Regions from separate parts of the Sus scrofa genome. Here region 2 is linked to region 1. Evidence: chromatin contacts called from public HiChIP or PLAC-seq data. All regions are on one chromosome and are shown on one strand. The core of a region is the stretch at or near the end of the contact, and the rest is flanking DNA. Distances in the headings are between cores, read along the strand shown.

What was found. HiChIP or PLAC-seq counts read pairs in DNA pulled down with a chosen protein or histone mark.
Region 2: an H3K27ac HiChIP or PLAC-seq map of alveolar macrophages shows a contact between it and region 1. The contact joins the promoter of ATG3 here to the promoter of CCDC80 in region 1. A contact is called at or near these places in 1 of 47 Hi-C or Micro-C datasets (embryonic fibroblasts) and 2 of 2 datasets of contacts at active chromatin or transcription factors (alveolar macrophages and skeletal muscle).

The regions. Positions count from the first base shown.
Region 1 is chr13:147,201,915-147,204,614 of Sscrofa11.1, forward strand. It overlaps CCDC80 (coiled-coil domain-containing protein 80), which reads left to right and starts at 1,419. Exons shown (of 8, transcript XM_003132680.4): 1 at 1,419-2,700.
Region 2 is chr13:147,277,781-147,280,588 of Sscrofa11.1, forward strand. It overlaps ATG3 (ubiquitin-like-conjugating enzyme ATG3), which reads left to right and starts at 1,330. Exons shown (of 12, transcript XM_003132682.6): 1 at 1,330-2,119. The coding sequence starts at 2,048. It overlaps SLC35A5 (probable UDP-sugar transporter protein SLC35A5), which reads right to left and starts at 1,606. Exons shown (of 7, transcript XM_013982457.2): 1 at 1,313-1,606; 2 at 367-516. The coding sequence starts at 496.

The sequences.
Region 1 (2,700 bases), core at 169-2,668:
TCACATAGTTCCTTAATCTCTGCTACGGCAAGATACTTCAATTTGCTTTAATTAAGAATTCGATATTTTCCTTGGCCATCATCAAAAAGTCTACAAACAATAAGTGCTGGAGAGGGTGTGGAGAAAAGGGAACACTATTACACTGTTGGTGGGGATGTAAATTGGTGCAACTACTGTGGAAAACAGTATGGAGATTCCTCAGAAAACTAAAAATAGAACTACCATCTGATCCAGCAATCCCACTCCTGGACATCTAGCCAGAGAAAACCATGACTTGAAAAGATGCATGTACTCCAATGTTCATTGCAGCACTCTATACAATAGCCAAGACATGGAAACAACCTAAATGTCCATCAACAGAGGAGTGGATAAAGAAGAAGTGGTACATATACACAATGGAATATTACTCAGCCATTAAAAGGAAAGAAATAACAGCATTTGTGGCTATGGACTTAGAAATTATTGTGGTAAGTGAAGTCAGTCAGACAATGAGACACCAAGGTCATATGCTATCACTTACATGTGGAATCTAAAGAAAGGACACAATGAACTTCTTTGCAGAAGAGATACTGACTCACAGACTTTGAAAAACTTGGGGTTTCCAAATGAGACAGATTGGGGGAAGTGAAGGGATGCATGAGGGTTTGGGATGGAAATGCTATAAAATTTGGTTGTGATGATCATTGTACAACTATAAATGTAATAAAATTCATTGAGTAATAAAAAAACTACAAAAAAAAAAGAATTCAACATTTTCTTAATTAAACAACTTTCCACTTGGAAAAAAGTCCTTTAAGTCCCCCCACCACCACCAAAAACAAACAAATAACAACAGCAACAAAAAACACAAAAAAACTGAAGTAATCAAAACTAAATGAATAAAAAAAAAGGATATTGAAACTGTTCTCCCCCAAAGTTTTGGCCCATATCTACCAGGTAACTTTTATTTTGATTTATTTATTTTTTTTTTAAGTATACATATACCTTAACTTTGGATTAAGCCTGTGACCTTGTTGACATTTCAGGGACAAGTTCAGGGTGTTTCTTTTTGGGGATTACCCTTTCTTCGGAGCCTCCCTGGGCCGCAGCAGCAGCCTGATTATGGGCTTTCCCCTTGACTTTGCTGTTTATTACTTTAGTTTGTCCTATACTAAGAAAGAGAAGAGTTCGTTTTCACTCTGAACACCATAAACATGGCTGAAAACTGAATTTTGATTAAAGTCTGCAAATGGAAAAAGGGAAGAAAATGGCTCTGCTCTTTTTCCTGCTGGGGGTACCGGTTATCACAGAGTGGGAGAGGTGGTTTCCCTTCAAGACCACATGAAGAACTTGCATCTTTTTCCTCTTCATTTGTTTTCATAGTTTCCTCTTCAGTAAATAATTTTTTTTTTTTTTTTTTTTTTTTTTTTTTAGGCAGTAGAACAATGTTTTGAATCCAGTCAGTAAGATCCACACAGTGTTGCTCTGTGCAGAGGATCAAGTGTATGTGACAGAAACGATAGTTTCTCTCGGGTGCCTGGGACAGGATATTTTCCTGAGTCTTAGTCCCAGGTCAGTGCAGTTCTGCTCAGTTAGCACACCCTCCTCTGCTTGCCTCCTTATGTTTAGTATGATTTTCATCAAATAATCCCCCCTATCCCAGTGTCACTGAAGTAATTCTGTTTTGCACATTCTTTCCTTTACTCCCTCCAAATTACTGTGTGACAAATGTCAGGCAGTGTCTTGTCAGTGTGTTCCTAAATTAGGATTTCTAAAATCTAGTTTTGGATTTTATTCTTTTTACATTTCTCTCAACATTGATCTCAAAAATCTCTCTCCACTCTCTTTCTCTCTCTCTGCAATTAGTTACTATTTCTTTCTTAGGTAACAGAAAAAAAAAAAAAAAAAAAAAAAAAAAAAAAAAAAAAGGAAAGATCTAGGTGGAGTGCTTTTAAAAATAGAGATTTTAGGAGGAGTTCCAGTTCTGGCATAGAGGAAACAAACCTGACTAGTAACCATGAGGTTCTGGGTTTGATCCATGGCCCTGCTCAGTGGGTTAAGGATCCAGCGTTGCCGTGACCTGTGGTGTAGTTCACAGAGGCAGCTCGGATCTGGCGTTGCTGTGGCTGTGGTGCAGGCTGGCAGCTGTAGCTCCGATTGGACCCCTGGCCTGGGAATCTCCATATGCCATGGGTGTAGCCCTAAAAAGACCAACAACAACAACAACAAAAACCAGAGATTTTAAGCCTAGAAATTGACTAGAAATGGACTAGAAATTGAAGATCATTGCAAATCATACATCGGTATGGGCTTTTCCAGAAAGAGGTGCATGCTAACTTGCTTCCTAACTGCTCTTAACAGATGTATGCTCCCTGGACTTTCCTGGGAATATTTTCTGAGGTCCCAGGAGAGGCTTTATGTGTTGAGGTTGAAAAATGCTTGTGAGTCTGTGAGAGGGTGCGGTGGGGAAAACTGGGGAGACACTGAGGTGGCAGTTAGGTTTTCTCCCTCCTGTGTGTTTAGCGTGCCATCTAGTGGCTGATGCTTACAGGAGGGAAGAAAGTCTGAGTCCCCCCAGGAAGACACAGGTCAGGATTGGGCTGGCTTTCCCCGTACAATCCAGGTTGCTAAAGTGACTTGATTTCAACTTTACCATTGCATAGATGACGAATGTTATGCACATTCTGTGTAGGTTAGTGGAAGCCATGGGATATTCAAGAA
Region 2 (2,808 bases), core at 80-2,579, 76 kb after region 1:
TGTAATTAAAATACTATCTTATAAATGCCAGGGGATCAACAAATATCTCATATTTCAAGATAAGTTATAATACATATTGCTACAGGCCCAGAAACACCTGTTGACTGAATAGTCAGATGTTATGATCCATTCTGCTAAGGGTTTGATTCTGTACTTGCCTGACCCAAATTTCACTCAGCATCAAAAATTTTTCTTGCTAAGGTATGAAAGGTTAAAGAACCAAATTGAATCATGCTTTATTACTCACATGAAGCAGAGTACTTTTAAGGATATAATCCCCATTTTACACACAAGGAAACCAAAGACAAGAAAGACAATGGGTGATTAAATGGCAGAGTTCCATACATAATCCAAGTCTTAACTTACCTTCATTGGCTGAATATTTTACAAGTAGGATGCGACTTGAGCTTAAAGCAATGAATACCACCCCTAGCAGGAATGCATACATTGTTGACCAGGAGCATAACACTGGAAGACCACAACATGTGCTTTCCATTTCACTGTTTTTTCAACTGCCTTAAAGAGAAGGACATGTTCATGAACAACCCTGACAGCCGATTAAGTATAATGTACATACCACTGACTTGTGAAGAACAGAAAAGGAATTTTTTAGATGTCTATATCAAAATCAAAAAAGTTGAGAACTACAAGAAAAACTATGGTGAAAGGAAATGAAACAGTCAAAATTTGATAGGAAGGGGAACTCTAGACACAGAAAAGGCAAGGGCTAGATTAGAAGTGCTGACAAAAGGACAGTTTGGGACTGCAGAATTTTGCAGAGAAACAATTCTTTTAACTTTCACTCTTATGAGCAACTGTGGTCTAAAAGATAATTTCAGATTTGTATTTTTCTCCTTAGTAGCAGCTTTTCCATAGGAGGAAAAAAAAGAACTTGCAGTGAAAGATTCGTTAAATAATGACCAAAATGGAAATATCTGAAACACTGCTGTTACTTTAATTTCCAACTAGTGTTGGAAGCAGAGGGGAACTTAGAAATCAATGACTCCAAGGCCCTTTTTTGAGATGTTGAAGACACTAGACTCTACACTGAGTAGTTACCCTGCCCAAAGCATGCCAGTTTAATGGAGCGCAGAGCCGGTGGTATTGGTGAGAGATGGGCTGGAAGTACCAACACCCACAGCCTAGTGGGCCCAAGTGTACCAAAGCCAAAAAGACACCCCTCCCCACCCGAAGGGCAGGTTTCCCTCCACGATTTAGGAACGCCTTCTGTCACCCGTGCGCCCTCCCCTCAAACGCACGCGCATTCTTTTGCCTCTGCCCCCACCCCGCCCCGGGGTGGGGGCGCTGTTACCTTGGTCCCTTCGAAGAGCTTCCTGCGGAAGAGCATGCATCCTAGAGCTAAAGCAGTAACTGTCTGGCTCCGCAACAGCAGCAGCTTTTAGGGCACATAGGCAGGGAAGCTATGGGTGGAAAAGAAAGGCGAATAAGCCTCTGCACCCAACCCTCCTATTCTGGAACAGAAAGCACAATAACTACCCGACGCTAGAAAGAGCGGACCTGGCGCCCATTGCGCAGGCGCGCTCAGTGTTACGCTTCCGGAGGGAGGGGAAAAGCGACCCGATCCCGCCCCAAGCGCGGCCTTTCTCGCGTCACGTGTCGGGAGAGTCCTCTGTCACGTGAGGTCCAGGTGGCGGCGGAGCTACGGCGAGAGAGTGAGAGGAGGAAGGAGAAGCCGGAAGGGGTGCGAGTGAAGCTAGGCGGAGAAGACAGCCCCTGAGAAGGCGAGGGTGCGCGTGCGCCCGCTTTTCCCCCTAAGTCGGCCCCACCGCTCTCCCTTGCGGCCTGGTGACAGCTGGGCCCGGCCCACCGCGCGCTGCCTGGGGCGCGAGGAGCGCGCTCCCCGCTCTCTCTCGCCCCGCCGGCCGCCCCTCCCCCTCGTCCCGTCCGTCCCGTCGCGTCTCGTCGCGTCTCGTCGCCTCGGGTGTCGAGGCCAGTCGTCGGCGGCGGGGACGTTTTCTGACTCCCGATCCCTGTCCGGCTGTCCTTTCCACTCTGTCTCGGGGCCGGCCGCTCCTCCGGCCCCAGGATGCAGAATGTGATTAACACGGTAAAGGGAAAGGCACTGGAAGTAGCTGAGTACCTGACCCCGGTCCTCAAGGTAAGTGGGCTTGTCAGGGACTGTCACCCACACGCTTGGCTTTGCAGGGATCTAGGGCCGGGCGCCTGGAGAGTCACCTGGTTCTCCGGTGGCAAAAAGTGTGGGAAGGCGGTAGGAATGGTACACGGGAAAAGGTGCAGCCCCTACCTGCGGTCTTACCTAGCTGTTCCCTAGGTGTTTCCTCTGGCTCTTGGGTAATTTGGACCGACTCTGCATACTTCTGTCTCCCACCCGTCAGCACTCAGCTCCTCTTGGTACAATCAGGTTGGATGGTGGTCCGTAGATAAGTGATTTTTGAGGACGTTAAATCCTAACGTCGGAAGTCTTTTGAACTACTGAAATGAAGATTTTGCTTATCTTAAAAAATGAAATCAGTTTGGTATTAAAATGAGATGTCACCTTTTTCTTTCAAAGTTCATAGTAAGTCTCTTTTAATTAGGGGTTTGAAATAGTAAGTTGTGACTAAGGTCCCAAATTACTAGATTTCAGAAAAAGAAGGTGAAATTTGCAACATTATTTCTTTCAGTACCATTTAACCCAGCTAACAGACAACACCCCCCTTTCCAAGTTTTTAAAATAACTGAAACTAGTTATTCATCTTGGACGTCAATGATAATAAGGAGTAGGCTGACCCTTCTAGATACTTGGTTTATTTACATTTTTAAAGATATTTTAAAGTAAAAGTTGTA